Linked DNA regions of Mus musculus: region 2 is linked to region 1. A link is a contact called in public HiChIP or PLAC-seq data. All regions are on one chromosome and are shown on one strand. Each heading gives the region's core, a stretch centred on a gene start, on an enhancer-like site or on the middle of the called end of the contact. The rest is flanking DNA. Distances are from core to core; before and after follow the strand shown. Region 1 overlaps Rps6ka1 (ribosomal protein S6 kinase polypeptide 1). Region 2 holds the start of Arid1a (AT rich interactive domain 1A (SWI-like)).

What was found. HiChIP or PLAC-seq counts read pairs in DNA pulled down with a chosen protein or histone mark.
Region 2: an H3K27ac HiChIP or PLAC-seq map of embryonic stem cells shows a contact between it and region 1, with 5 read pairs. The contact joins the promoter of Arid1a here to the enhancer-like site in region 1. A contact is called at or near these places in 6 of 115 datasets of contacts at active chromatin or transcription factors (the SCID.adh cell line, bone marrow-derived macrophages, effector CD8 T cells and 2 more) and 3 of 9 other capture datasets (adipose tissue, liver and pancreatic islet).

The regions. Positions count from the first base shown.
Region 1 is chr4:133,861,117-133,868,569 of GRCm38.p6, reverse strand. Rps6ka1 (ribosomal protein S6 kinase polypeptide 1) reads left to right here. Exons shown (of 22, transcript NM_009097.5): 7 at 1,341-1,447; 8 at 2,171-2,208; 9 at 2,665-2,807; 10 at 3,139-3,209; 11 at 3,457-3,545; 12 at 4,500-4,564; 13 at 4,820-4,922; 14 at 7,024-7,154. Among named protein-coding and RNA genes, the nearest start is that of Gm12977, 7.1 kb to the left of the region's middle. Within about 2 kb of position 3,504, at least 72 of the 459 cell types and tissues checked have an H3K27ac peak or open chromatin away from gene starts, as enhancers often do. A contact at or near this core is called in embryonic stem cells, where this site is marked.
Region 2 is chr4:133,749,632-133,757,084 of GRCm38.p6, reverse strand. Arid1a (AT rich interactive domain 1A (SWI-like)) reads left to right here and starts at 3,100. Exons shown (of 20, transcript NM_001080819.2): 1 at 3,100-4,616. The coding sequence starts at 3,474.

The DNA of each region.
Region 1 (7,453 bases), core at 2,255-4,754:
AACTGAAAAAGTATATGGTAGGGATGTAAGTCATTGATAGAGTGTATGTCTAGAGTATACCAACACCTGACTCAGTCCCTGGGCACAGGGGAGACTCACACTTTCTAAAACAGCAACAACAACAAGGAACTGCTTATACAGGGACACACAGACAGACACGTGAACACATAAGTGTGCATTCAAAGACCAGAGGACAACTTGTAAGAGTAGATTCTCTGCTTCCACCATAGGGGTTCCAAGACTTGGTGACAAGAGTCTTTACCCACAGAATGTCACTCTCTCAGAACCATACTTTCAGTATTTAAAACTTAGCTTAGCTGGGCATGGTAGCGCACGCCTTTAATCCCAGCACTCGGGAGGCAGAGGCAGGCGGATTTCTGAGTTCCAGGCCAGCCTGGTCTACAGAGTGAGTTCCAGGACAGCCAGGGCTACACAGAGAAACCTTGTCTCGAAAAGTAATTAATGCTTAATTAGGCAGTCCATTTCCATGATTCAAAAGACAGATACTCATGGTGAAGTCTCCTCACTACACAGTCTCTCTACCCCTGCAAATAAACATTTTTCTTACTAGTTTCTATTTTAACCTTCTAATGTTCCTTTCTGTATATACGTTCTGTCCATGTTCTGTATACATGTCTACCCCTCCTTTCTTTTTTTTTTTTTCTTTTTTTTTCCTTAGGTATTTTCCTCATTTATATTTCCCAATGCTATCCCAAAAGTACCTCATACCCACTCCCCCCACTCCTCTACCCACCCACTCCCCCTTGTTGGCCCTGGCGTTCCCCCGTACTGGGGCATATAAAGTTTGCGTGTCCAATGGGCCTCTCTTTCCAGTGTTGGCCAGCTAGGCCATCTTTTGATACATATGCAGCTAGAGACAAGAGCTCCGGGGTACTGGTTACTTCATATTGTTGTTCCACCTATAGGGTTGCAGTTCCCTTTAGCTCCTTGGGTACTTTCTCTAGCTCCTACCCCTCTTTTCTTATATGAGACATCATAGTTTCTGCCCGCTGTTCTGTGCCTGGCCTCTAGTGTCAGTGTGTCTCGGACTGTTCTGCATCAGGATGTGAGCAAACTCCTTATTCTGCGTTAAAGCTGCAGAACTGCCCATTTTCCCCCGGGGGAAGCAGTTTATTCCAGTCTTTTATTCCTGGGTGTTTCCATTCTTTGCTGTTTCCAAGCTGTAGCGCAGGGAGTGACTTGTGTATTAGAGAAAGATGTGTTGCATTGACTGTGTCCCCAGGGTAGACCCTCCACACCAAGAGGCCCTGACTGCTCAGTAGGCCAGCTCCTGGGGAACGGGGTAAGCCAGCTGACGGGTGTGTCTTTCCCTGTTGCAGGTCATGTTTACAGAGGAGGATGTGAAGTTTTACCTGGCTGAGCTGGCACTGGGCCTGGACCACCTGCACAGCTTGGGCATTATTTACAGAGACCTCAAGCCTGAGAAGTGAGCAAAGCCCCTGCCATACTGCTGATCTCTCCTGGGCACAGGGACTGCTCTTGGGCCCTTTTAGAACAGGGCCATTTGGGAGATGCTGTGGCGCTCCCAGGAATTTATCTCTCTTTGGGGCTGTCAAGAGGGATGGGTGGTTGTCGCAGGTTGTGGCCAACAGCAGGTTCACTTTAGGTAATTAGGAATTGCCTGGTCGGTACTGCTATTACTAAAGGCTGCAGCCCAGCTGTGGCCCTACTCCATTCCCCTTCCTTTTGGTTTTTCGAGACAAGTGCTTTAATCCCAAGTGCTGGGAATAAAGGCCTGCGTTACTATCACCCAGCTCTAAAGATCATCTCTCCATCCGCTTATCCTGGGGGTTTCGCATGCACTGCCTTCCGGTGCTGTGTTGAGAGCTGGGATAGATTCTGGTGGTAGAGTTAGACACACCCCAAGTCAGGCATTGCGGTACTCAACTGTAGTACCAGCTGCTAAAGAGGCCGAGTCCAGGAGTTCGAAGCCAGCCTGTACAATGTAGTAGAATTGAAAGAAAGACAAGTTCCCTAGCCATTCTAAAGGAGTTACTTTCCCGAGCTTCCATCCTTCCACTTTTCCTTGAGTAGAGTTGGACCAAACCCTTCTTCTGGTCAGGCCCAAGTCTCTCCACCCCAAGGTTACTGCTAGAACCTGCACAGTGCCTGCAGCTAAGGATTCCTGACTCCTGTCTCTCTGTTACAGTATCCTTTTGGATGAGGAGGGCCACATCAAACTCACTGGTGAGTGAAGGGCACCTGCTCCTTTGGGCTCTGGGGAGGATAACCAGGCTCTGTCTGATAGGTCTCAGCTGATGGCTGTGTTTCCTGGGAGACGATGCCAGTTACATACATGCCAAAAACCTAGGCCTTGTTACTTAGTTATTTTTTGTGTGTGTATGGGAGTTTTGCCTATATTTGTATCTGTACCTCATGCATGTGTTGCCCAAAGAGGCTAGAGTTGCCTGCACCTGGTTGTTAACCATCGTGTGGGAGCTGGGAATGGAACCTGGGTTGTCTGGAAGAACAGCCAATATTCTTAACTGCTGAGCCATCTCTCGAGGCTCCCTAGGTCTCAGAGCAGACTGAGCTCTCACTGACAACCTTGGTGATACCTGGCTCCGGTCAGAGGAGCTAAGTGTGGTAGCCGTGGGCGTGGCAGGGATCCTAGAAGTGACTTCTCTGCCCTCCATGCTGCAGACTTTGGCCTGAGCAAGGAGGCCATAGACCATGAGAAGAAGGCTTACTCCTTCTGCGGGACAGTGGAGTACATGGCGCCCGAGGTTGTCAACCGCCAGGGTCACACCCACAGTGCAGACTGGTGGTCCTATGGGGTGCTGATGGTGAGTGTCCGGGCTCTGCTGCACACTGTTGTACTTTGTTTCCCTCGAAGAGCCGCGGGCTTTAGTCCACCTGCCTGAAGTACCACCCCTCACCTAACTTGGGAACTCTCCTCTGCTTCCTTCCTCTGGCTTTAGTGCTGCTCCTGGGTTCTAGGTTGGGAGGGGGGCAGAGGCAGGCACAGGCCTTGCTGCAGCTAGACTTAGACTGTAAAGTCTTAACAGGCCAGCAAGAATCCCCGGACTGCAGCAGGGTAGCCCGGGAAGGAGGGGGAGGGATGTGTGGGAGACAGAGAACAAGGCCACACCTATATGTTTCCTTTTCCCCCCGAAGTTTGAGATGCTGACGGGCTCCCTGCCCTTCCAGGGGAAGGACCGGAAGGAGACCATGACCTTGATTTTGAAGTAAGCACCAACACTGCCTGGCCCTCCAAGTTCTCCCTAATCCCACCCCAGTTGCAGGGCCAGTGAATTGCTTTTTCCCTGTCTGCAGACCCTTGCTGTCTGCCAGGGCCAGTGGGAAGTGTTCTTAATGTCTCTGGGAGGTGAGTTAGTGGCTGGCTTCTCTGGACTGAGCTGGAAAAGAGAAAGGGAAGGGGCTCTGGGACTCCTGGGTGGGGCTCAGCCCTGATGAGACCTGTGGCTGTTCCAGGGCGAAGCTAGGCATGCCCCAGTTTCTGAGCACGGAAGCCCAGAGCCTCCTGCGGGCCCTGTTCAAGAGGAATCCTGCCAATCGGCTTGGTAAGCAACCCCAGCTCAGAGGAGGGGACATGGCGGTGAGGATCAGGGTACAGCTGCAGCCTAGGCCACGGGGCCACATCTAGGACTGAAAGGAGCTGTTGTCCTTTGTGTGAGCAGACAATGCTGCTGGCCACCCTATTTTCTGGTTCCATGTATGGTGCTGGGAGGGTGACCTGTGTGGGGGGAAGGCAGGAACTGAGTCATTCATACCCCCTCAGGGACAAGGACACAGGCCCCCACACAGCTTCTCTGCCAAGGTTGCTGGCTCAAGGGAAGGCGCAGGAGCTTAGGAGCGAGAAAGGTCTCAGGCCTAGCTGTGTCTGTCCCCGCTGCCCGGCACCCAGCAGTACTGTAAACATTTGCTGAGGGATTGAATACGGTTTATGAGCCTGCGCTATGGCAGGGGACCCCACCTTTCCGAGCCCCAGGTTCCTGTGTCAGTGGAGACACTGATTCTGCCCTGGCTCCCGGGGATCTTTGATGAGAGAAGGACATTCCTGTTGTTCAGTGAAGTATACAGTATTTGCCGAGGTTTTTGGATGCTGGCTTTATCTGGATCACAACCAGCTAAGGTCCAGTCCAGGTCCCTGGGTTGAATCGAATGAGCGTTTGTCTCAGGGATAAAGACGAGAGGCAGTAGGAAAAGAAGGGCAGAGAGGAGGGGGGCCTGTGGCGGGAGTGGATGAAGGCCCTTGTTAGATCTCAAAAGAAGTCAGTCCAGCTTCTGTCAGGATTAATGCTTGGACAGGCTTCCCGTCCTGCCTGGCCCCTCCTTCCTCAGTACACCAGCAGAAGCTCCGTAACATAGGAAATACTGAGCGGGCTCCAGGCTTCAGGGTAGTGGGTACTGACGCAGGACATGGTGAACCCCTGCTGCCCTCCACGGTAGCAGCTGGTCCAGAGCCTGGAAGACAGAATGGGTGTCTGAGGTTGGCTTCATTTGGCTTCTTTCAGGCTCGGGCCCTGATGGGGCAGAGGAAATTAAGAGACATATCTTCTACTCCACCATTGACTGGAATGTGAGTGCCCGTGCCTGTGCCCTGTGATGGACGCAGGAAGGGTGGGGGAGGGGCCCCTGCCAACCGTGGCCTCAGCTGTGGGAGGTAGAAGGTGAGCAGCCCTTAACATGCCCTTGGAGGGGTGACTTCACGCCCTTGAAGGCTGCTCTCCCTTGCTGTTATCCACTGAGCAGCATAGCTTCTACTCTTCCTGTCGGGGCTGCTAGCAGGCTGTGGGGTCACCATGGTGACCAGAGCATATACCCCACCTTACAGAAGCTCTACCGGCGTGAGATCAAGCCCCCTTTCAAGCCGGCTGTGGCCCAGCCCGACGACACCTTCTACTTTGATACCGAGTTCACGTCACGCACACCCAGGGGTACGTTCCTGACCTGACTTGTCTGTCTTGGGCTGGGTAGCAGATCTTTGGGGAACCCTGGGCTACAGAGGTGATCGAGGATTCTGGAAGCCCAGGTGTGTGGGTAGATAGGCAGTATCTGGCCCCGTGGGCTTCATGCTCCATCCTGACTTCATGCGACCCGACTACTTCCATGGGCTTCTGTGGGCTGCTTTGTTTCTCGGTGAGGGACTGAAGTGTGGGGGTGGTTTAGGCCACAACAGGAAAGTCAGGACCCCCTGCCCCAGGCATCTTCCAGCCCACTGGGACCACTAAACACACAAGGCCTGCACTTGCATCAGACATGAGGAATCTGACCGGGCAGACCTGTGATGGAGAGGCCTCGGCAGAGCAGAGGAGACGGTGCCCACAGGCTGGATGAGCTGGGAAACCTGACGTCCAGCCAGATACTGCCAGTGGGTGGGGAGGTGTGTGTTAGTTCTGAGGTGTCTTTTTTTTTTTTTTTTAATTTATTTACTTATTTTATGTAAGTACATTGTAGCTGTCTTCAGGCACTCCAGAAGAGGGAGTCAGATCTCATTACGAATGGTTGTGAGCCACCATGTGGTTGCTGGGATTTGAACTCCGGACCTTCGGAAGAGCAGTCGGGTGCTCTTACCCACTGAGCCATCTCACCAGCCCCTGAGGTGTCTTCTTAGAGGGTGATCGTTCCCTCTGTGTAACTTGCACACCATTGTTGACTGGAAGCGCATCACTTCACAGCTGTCTTGTCTTCCCCTTATTTATCTGCCAAGTCCATACCAGGTCCCCGCTCTATGCCAGCCGTAGTGAGAATGGTGGATTGTGAACCAGACAGAACCATGTAGCTCAGGTGTCAGTGGGAAGGATTATAGAGGGTCAGAGGAGCGACATCATCAGGTAGCCTTCTCAGGGAAAGGAAGGTAGCTAAGACTTGAATGATGGACAAGGAGTGGCTTATCTAATCCAGGAGAACGGCGTGTGTAGCGACACCGAGACACTCTTGAGTGTGTGGAGTTCATCGGGACTGAGTTCCCAAAGGGGAGGAACGAGGCTGAGGCCACGTGGATCTCACTTGCCAGACTTGGGGGTGGGGGTGGGGTGAGCAGTCCCTTGATGAGTGTAGAACACAGGTGGCCCCAGACTTCTTGGTTGGAACTGTCCCTCTAGCTGTGCTGAGAATAGGCCTAAGAAGGGGATGGACCTGAGGTGGGGAGGGTGGGAAGAGGTATCCTGGGCCTGGCCTGAGCAGGAGGCTGGGTGTGGGGCTCTTACAGTCTTCACGTGACAGGTCTGGACCAGTCTAAGCACGTGTTGGTTTGCTTATATTGTGTTTGTTAATTGATTATTTGGAGTTTTTAAGACAGGATTTCTTTCTGTGGCTCAGGCTGGCTTAGAACTCTCTGTGTAACCCAGTCTGGCCTCCATCTGGAGCAATCCTGACTCTGCCTGCTGAGGGCTGAGATTGCAGGCACGTGCCGTCATGCACAGCTACACATTCATTTAGTATGTGGATGAAAAATGAAGTCAGAGGAGACCATGGCTCCTCCCAAAGCACAGAGGGGGTTTTTATTGTAGATACAGGGGAGAAGGCAGGCAGAGGGAAGAGTTCTGATGGAACATGGCCGGCAGACTAAACTGGACCACGGTAGGGGGGGAAACAAGAGAGGGGCCGGTGACCAAGAGGGGTGGCCTGGGTCAAGAGACCAGAGTAGCCAAAATAGTTGAGTTATTTATCAGGCTGAGGAAAGAGAAGAGGAAGCCCAGTACTGGGAGGGAGAGGTTTAGGCTGAGGGCTGGGTGGAGAGCCCTGGGAGGAGCCACGGGTCTAAGACTTGTCCCATGTTTCATGGAGATCTAACACTGAATGTGTTTGTGTTTTTTTCGTGATGCTGGAAATCGAACCTACATTGTAGGATGTAGGCAGGTGCTATACCACTGAGCCACACATGTTAACAGACAGGCCAAGGCCTGGGATAGATGAGCCTTCAACATGCTCCCTCCAGGGCTGCCTGCTGAAGCAGGCCACGGTCCCGGCAGTCTCCCTGTCCTGGACTGCAGGCTTCAAGGGTACCCGCTCACGCCCATGTCCTCTGCTTGACAGATTCGCCAGGCATCCCTCCCAGTGCTGGTGCCCATCAGCTGTTCCGTGGCTTCAGCTTCGTGGCCACTGGTCTGATGGAGGACGACGGCAAGCCTCGGACCACTCAGGCCCCCCTACACTCGGTGGTACAGGTGAGGGAGCTGGGCCCTGCTGCTCGGTTGCCCTAAACAGAAGAGCTAAGAACACAGGCTGTGGAGCTGGCCGGTCACGCCTCTGGGACCCAGACGACCTCCAGTCTCTTGGACCCTCACGGTCCCCATATGTAAACCCGCTAGTGATTGATAACACGATCCTTGATACCTGTCTCCGAATGGCCCTGACTATTGGCTAAAAACAGATAGGAACTTCTTAACATCAGAGCTCATGGCCTGGGCTTAGCTTACAAGTTGGCCAGACTCTAGAGGAGACACTTGGCCCGTTGCAGAGTAAA
Region 2 (7,453 bases), core at 1,851-4,350, 110 kb after region 1:
TGGGATCTTCATAGGTTCATCCCTCATTCTCAGGCCCAATCCATGCACGCTGTGCAGCCAGAGAGAATGAGAGCACATCCTCTGCCATTTTCAGCCGGTTGCTGCCGGCAGCCCAGCCCCCTTTCCTTGGCTGTGGCTGCCGCCGGAGTTCCGGCGCCCAGAAGCGGCCCCCGGTCCGCCCGGCCCCGGATCCAGTCCACTTTTGCCGATTGCCGTCCTGCCCGGCTTGGTGATAAGAACTCTCCTGTGAGAGCCAGCGAACGAGACTTTAGTCCGGTTTCCATGTCAACGATTCAGTCCATATTTGCCATCAGGCTGCCGGTGGCAGAGGCGCTTTCGAGAGGAGAGCGCTGTCCTAACCCTATAATCTGCGCCGGGATTCCTGAGCTGCCTGGGTGTGGGGTGAAAAGGCAGGGGCTGTGGGGGAAAAATACCCACCGAGGGGAGGACCCACGGCCCCGAGTCGGGGTCTCGCTGCTCGGGCCAGCCACGTGCCCGCTCCTCCCCTCCCCCTTCTCCTTCCCAGTGCCCCTGGGGAAAGCGGATGGACCAGTTTCTAAGAAAGTTCCTCAGCCCAGCAGTCTTAGGTTAATGTTGTAGATCTTAGAGAGGAAGGGACTCTAAGGATTTGAGATTTTTTTTTTTAAAGAAAAGTAGAGAAGAAGAAAAACACTACCTCTCCTGACCCAGGTGGATATATTTTTATGCACTTTGCCTCATTGCTAGATTAAAATGGTGACTGTTTTCAAAACAGCGTGACCACGTGTAGGGAAAGGGATTTTGGCGCTTTCCATATGCACGGCCATGGAAGAAGGCCATGTGGACTTTCCTTGAAGACAAATCCATTCTCGCTTCCAGATTTTCACTGGGCTCCAGGTTTCCCATTACACCCCAGTTCCGAGGAAAATGGCAGGGTAATTGCATGTAAAAAATTCCTCATTTGTGTGCGGGACTCAGGACTGTTTGGCAGCTCCGAGGCAGTTGATTAAATAGCAAAGCTCCATTTATGAGGCAGCCTATAATTTGGTTTCTAGGACCTAATGCACCACTAGAGTTGTGCTTCTGAGGGCCGTGAATGAAAACTGGTCCATACCAGCCAGTTCCATCGCCTTGGCAGGTTGGTTTGGTTCTTGGTTGGGGGATGGGAGAGCAGAGGGGCTCTGGCCATGGCTCCATTCTCAGTTTACTACGGAAGGTTTGTAATGTGGGGTGTTCTTGATTTTTCTTGGGGGTAGAAGAAATGACTTAGCCTTTCAGAATTATTTCTGTTGACCCATGACATGATCAGAACTCCAGGGGCCTGCAGAGCCCACAAGTTCTAAAATAATGGTCTGTGGTCCAAAGTCTCCATTTATAAAATCTGGGAGGAAAAGAGGCCTTTGTCATTGATGCTTTCCCAAGGCAGTCTTGGTCCTGGTGAGACGCTGGAATTCCCTCTGGTTTCTCCTGGCTTGCCCTGTCAGAGCATTCCAGGCCTGCCTGAGAAGAAAAGGCTGCTGTGGAACTGGTGAGGCCTGTAGGTCTGGACAACTCTGAGCTTTTCCGCGAATGCCTTGATCTTCACAGATAAACCTGGCCTTAGGGTCTCTGGTAAACTTCAAGGAGTCTTACACCTTAGGATAGACAGCAGATCTGAGGGGCATCCGTTTTCTGTGTGACCTGTTAGGCTCTTTTTCTCTCTTTATAGAGAAAATGGTTTCCATTTTCTGCATCCCTCTTCTGCAGTGGTTTTTGAACAGAGGTTCTTTCAGTCCCTGGAGCCTCTTCTGTGGGCTGTTTACAGTCTTCCAAGGTACTTGCCTTTGAAGATTGGGCTACTGGCCATTGTGAGCTAGGTTCCCTTAGGAAGTGCTAATGGAGCTTGGTTTGCCTGGAGGACTGTCTTAAGCCCCCAACGCATCAGTAGCCACCATTTTAAGAGAAGTGGTGGGATGACCACGTTTGATTTTCAAACCTCCTGACACTGATCTGATCCGGTGGTTGGATTTGTTCACAACGTAAGTGCCTTTCTTTTCTCTTTTCCTCCTTTTCTCTGGCTAAGTAGACAAGATGCGGCTTCGGCCACTCACTCCACTTTTTATAGCCACACACTTCTGCCCTCTGACTTTAAGTGACCTGGGCAGTCCCCTCCCTTCAGTCTGTTGGTAAAATGGGGGGGGGGGAGATAATCCAGACCTCATGCCCCCAGGGCCTTGTCAGAGAGGGCTAATGAGGGCAGGGCACGGGAGAACCGATAGTTTGAACAATGGTCAGTCCTCCTTTGGGGCTAGCCAAAGGGGGGGAAAAGCAGGGCTCGCTCAGCTGGGTCTCTAGAGCAGGTCTGCAAAAGGCTTTGAAGAAGAAAAGTGCTGCGGAGGTGCTAAGTCGCAGCCAAGAGCCCAGGCCCGGTGCCAGGGGGTCAGGTCCCGGCCGCGGCGGCCGCGGTTTCGGGCTCAGGCCAATTTTGCAGGCGCGGGTAAAGTTCACGCGGCCCGCTCCCTTTGGAGCGGCCGGGAGGGGACAGGCCAGGCTGGGAACGCGGCGAGCGAGGCGGCGCAGGCTCCGGAGGCGCGGGCTCCGGGCCGGGTTTTCCCCGAAGCCTTCGGCGGCGGCGCAGCCGAGCGAAAGAGGCTGAGGGCTTGCCGCCGCCGCCGCGGCTCCTTCTCTCCCCTCCTCCTTTGTGAGGGGAAGGGAGCGAGTCCATTCCACGGCCTGCGCCCGCTCCGCGCTCCAGTCCTGGTTTTTCAGGCGGCCGCGACGGCGCTGGGTAAAATGGCAGTGCTGAGCCTCGTGTCGGAGTGAGGGGGACTCGGAGGAGAGTGGGGCGCTCTAGCTGCTCAGTCCCGCCGCCCGCCCGCCCGCTCTCTCGTTCGCTCTCTCGCCCGCCCGCCCGCCGCCAAGCAGCAGCCTCGGCCCGAGCCGCGGCCGGGGAGGCGAGGCAGGGCGCCCGCCAGAGCAGCGCTCCTACTCTGCCTCCCGGCGCCCCGTCCGCCGCCGCGCGCCCTCCAGCCCGCCCGCCCGCCCGCCCGTCCCGGGTCCCCCCTCCCCCCCCGCTCCCTCCCTCCTTTCCCGCCCCCTCCCCCTCGCCTCCCTCCCTCCCTCCCTCCTCCTTTCTCCGGCAGCAGAAAGCGGAGAGTCACAGCGGGGCCAGGCCCTGGGGAGCGGAGCCTCCACCGCCCCCCTCATTCCCAGGCAAGGGCTTGGGGGGAATGAGCCGGGAGAGCCGGGTCCCGAGCCGCCAGAGCCCGGAGCAGCTGAGCCGCCGGCGCCTCGGCTGCCGCCGCCGCCTCCTCCTCCTCCTCCGCCGCCAGCCCGGAGCCTGAGCCGGCGGGGCGGGGGGGAGAGGAGCGAGCGCAGCGCAGCAGCGGAGCCCCGCGAGGCCCGCCCGGGCGGGTGGGGAGGGCAGCCCGGGGGACTCGGCCCCGGGGCGGGGTGGGAGGGGGGAGAAGACGAAGACAGGGCCGGGTCTCTCCGCGGACGAGACAGCGGGGATCATGGCCGCGCAGGTCGCCCCCGCCGCCGCCAGCAGCCTGGGCAACCCGCCGCCGCCGCCCTCGGAGCTGAAGAAAGCCGAGCAGCAACAGCGGGAGGAGGCGGGGGGCGAGGCGGCGGCGGCAGCGGCCGAGCGCGGGGAAATGAAGGCAGCCGCCGGGCAGGAGAGCGAGGGCCCCGCCGTGGGGCCGCCGCAGCCGCTGGGAAAGGAGCTGCAGGACGGGGCCGAGAGCAATGGGGGTGGCGGCGGCGGCGGAGCCGGCAGCGGCGGCGGGCCCGGCGCGGAGCCGGACCTGAAGAACTCGAACGGGAACGCGGGCCCTAGGCCCGCCCTGAACAATAACCTCCCGGAGCCGCCCGGCGGCGGCGGCGGCGGCGGCAGCAGCAGCAGCGACGGGGTGGGGGCGCCTCCTCACTCGGCCGCGGCCGCCCTGCCGCCCCCAGCCTACGGCTTCGGGCAAGCCTACGGCCGGAGCCCGTCTGCCGTCGCCGCCGCGGCGGCCGCCGTCTTCCACCAACAACATGGCGGACAACAAAGCCCTGGCCTGGCAGCGCTGCAGAGCGGCGGCGGCGGGGGCTTGGAGCCCTACGCCGGGCCCCAGCAGAACTCGCACGACCACGGCTTCCCCAACCACCAGTACAACTCCTACTACCCCAACCGCAGCGCCTACCCCCCGCCTCCCCAGGCCTACGCGCTGAGCTCCCCGAGAGGTGGCACTCCGGGCTCCGGCGCGGCGGCGGCCGCCGGCTCCAAGCCGCCTCCCTCCTCCAGCGCCTCTGCCTCCTCGTCGTCTTCGTCCTTCGCACAGCAGCGCTTCGGGGCCATGGGGGGAGGCGGCCCCTCAGCGGCCGGCGGGGGAACTCCCCAGCCCACCGCCACCCCCACCCTCAACCAACTGCTCACGTCGCCCAGCTCGGCCCGTGGCTACCAGGGCTACCCCGGGGGCGACTACGGCGGCGGGCCCCAGGACGGGGGCGCGGGCAAAGGCCCGGCGGACATGGCCTCGCAGTGCTGGGGGGCTGCGGCGGCGGCGGCGGCGGCGGCAGCGGCCGTCTCGGGAGGGGCCCAACAAAGGAGCCACCACGCGCCCATGAGCCCCGGGAGCAGCGGCGGCGGGGGGCAGCCGCTCGCCCGGACCCCTCAGGTACACAGCCGAGCGGGGAGGGGGCTGGGGCCAGCGGGGCCGGGGGGTGGGCTGGGTGGCGGCTGCGGGGAAGCAGGCCCCGGCCGTGGGCTCCCCTCGGGCTTGGGCCCCCACTGCCGGGGAGCTGCCATTGTCTGGCTCTTCTCTCTTAAAATGGCTGCCTGTCTGCCTTCCTCTCCTTCCCTCGATCAGCCTTTGTGTGGGGCTTTTCCAGGGGTGTCTGTCCGGTTTCTCCTCCTCCGCTGGTCCTTTCGAACTCTGGGGGTCTCCAGGGGGGTGCAGAGCAAAGTGTGCCTGGAAGGGCCAGGCCCGGTCGCGGGGGGGGGTGCTGGGGGTTCAGGTTAGGGGTGTAGGCAGTGTCATGAATCCGGGAGAAAGAAGCAACGTTTTCTTGCTCACCTGCCGCTCCTCTGATCCCCCTTGCCTTCCTCTAGGCCGTTCCCCAATATACGCTTTTAAAGAGTGGCCCCTAGGGCTCGGGGGACCTCGGGGGAGAGCTGGGGCCTGCTTGGGGGCAGCTCGAGGCCGACTGTGGTTCGCTCTGGGCCGCCGGGGCCACCTCTTGCCTCAGTCTCCGGCGGCCCAGTGGCCTGGGCTTCTCTCTGAAGTGCTGGTAAACACAGAGTGATTGGAGTAGTAAGTGCAGATTGCTTTGGTTTGGGATTTGAATTATGGAGGTAAAATCCTTCTGTCAAAGCCAGGAGACAGTTGGTCTTAGGTTGACATCCTATCTGTGATCTGATTGGCTCCCCATCTTCTGCTCTTGGCCATTTATAATTGCCTCTGATGTAATGGTACAACAATCCTGATGAGCTCATAAACTTTTACACTCTGCTTTTCTGCCAGTGATAACCCAAACCTTCGCTGCCACTATCCGCCTTTTATTCCAGAGCTGAAATTGGCTGTGACCTTGAGGAGGGAGGTTTAAGCAGCAATACTGTATCAGCAGGAGCAGAGTCCCAGACAGGCTGCCCTTGTTACATTGTGCCTGAAACAAAAGAGGAGGCGATGGCATTTTGCTTGCACCTTGGATTTATTTTGCTTGTTATGTTTTATGCAGTCTGAAATAGATTCTGTGTTGTTGGAACAGTAGCTGAGTTTTTCTCTACAATGGGTTTGCTGTTTGTTTTCGTTTTTGTTACTTTCCTGATGGTATAAATGAGTTCTTTGATGGCGCTGAAGATACATTTGTCTTGAGTAGTTTTTGACACTGTTCACTTATACTGTTGAGTTACAGAACTGAAATTATTTTACTGGCTATTTTTTTATGAAAAGCAAATGTAGGATCTGTAGGGGAAGACGATTTTTGTTAATATTTTGCTGAGAGCTGGGAGCGGCCTGATAATTTGATATTAGGTTCAAGAGTTCTGCAAGGCTTGTCTCTTTGTTTACACGTTGAATCTTGTTAACACTTCCTTTTGTTAATTGAACTTTGGGGGGGAACAGCTCAGTTGAAGGAGGGGATGCAGATGGCCTTCTTGGTCCAGGGAGAGAGTTTTTCCTCCTGAAGGCTTGGTTTAGGATTTTTCTGAATTGTTTCTGGAATATCTCTGTTTTGTCATCAGTTACTTGAGAGCTTTAAAATAGAGACTTGCCAATATTTTTCTTTGTATCTTAAGTTGTGTGACTCCCCCCCCCCCCCTTCTATGGTGTAAAGATGATGAACAGTGGCAGTCAGGGCTACGACTTTGCCACCTTTCCGTGCCTTTTTTGTACATTTTGTCTCCTTTTCTTTGCTTGCTTCTCTCTGGGTTATCAGATCCCCTCTGGAGTCATCTTTTCAAAGAGGGCAGCAGCCCCTCCCCACCCCCAGGTTCCCATCCCTAGCAGTTGTGCTGTTGCTGGATCTTGTTCATGAGGAACTGTGGTTCCTGTGTCCCCTCCCTGTCCCCCACCGACTTTTGTGCTCTTGTGTTGAGCTGGGAACTTTGAGAATAGTCCTGTAAAGCAGCTCTGCTGTGGTGCTCCAGCCTTCCCTCATGTTCTTCACCTGTGAGAATGGGCAGATAGGCAGGTTTCCCCTGCTGTCTGGGGGATGAGTTCTGACTTAAAGACTGTGCACACATGCCAAGTCATCTTGTTATGCGTATTTTTCTCACTTTTGTTTTGATTAAGAAATTTACGTTTCTTGAGAACTATTTATTAGAGGAAGTAATCGGGAGTGTGTGTGTTCCTTTTGAGTCAGGGTCTCATGTACCCGAGGATATTCTGGATATTCTGGGACTCAACAATGTATCCATAGCCGTCTCTGCCTCCTAAATGCTAGGATTACAGGCAGGAGTCATGTTTTGTTTATTTTTTAACTTTTGTGGTACAGTAATTTCTAGGTTTGGTCATTAAATAGTTGTGCATTCCATATGTGTCTAGGAAATACACATATGTTTTGTCCAGGGGACATGAGAATGGGTGAAGTGCTTGCTTAGAGTCCTCAGTGTGCTGGCTGCTGTCGGATGACTTGGGCAGGGGCGGGGGTGTGTGTGTGTGTGTGTGTGTGTGTGTGTGTGTGTGTGTTTCTCTCTATTGTCACCAGCCTCCAGCACTGACCAAATAGATTTCTATTCAATTTCATTTCAGTTCTGAGATGCAGGGAATGAGCTGGAGAGCAGTAACTTCTGGAAGAGATAGTACAGCTTTAGTTTTGTAAGCTTCGGGTGTGTATAGCAGCCTAGATGTCTTAATAGTAGTAGTCTCTAGACATACAGGGAATTAGGCTTTGCTCTGCGATTCTTTTGGTACTTGATGATACACCTGTCACACCTTTTGAAGTTTGAGGCTGGTTTTGAACTCAAGGATAACTTTGAACTCTTGTTCCTCCTGCCTCTACCCCTGAAATTCTG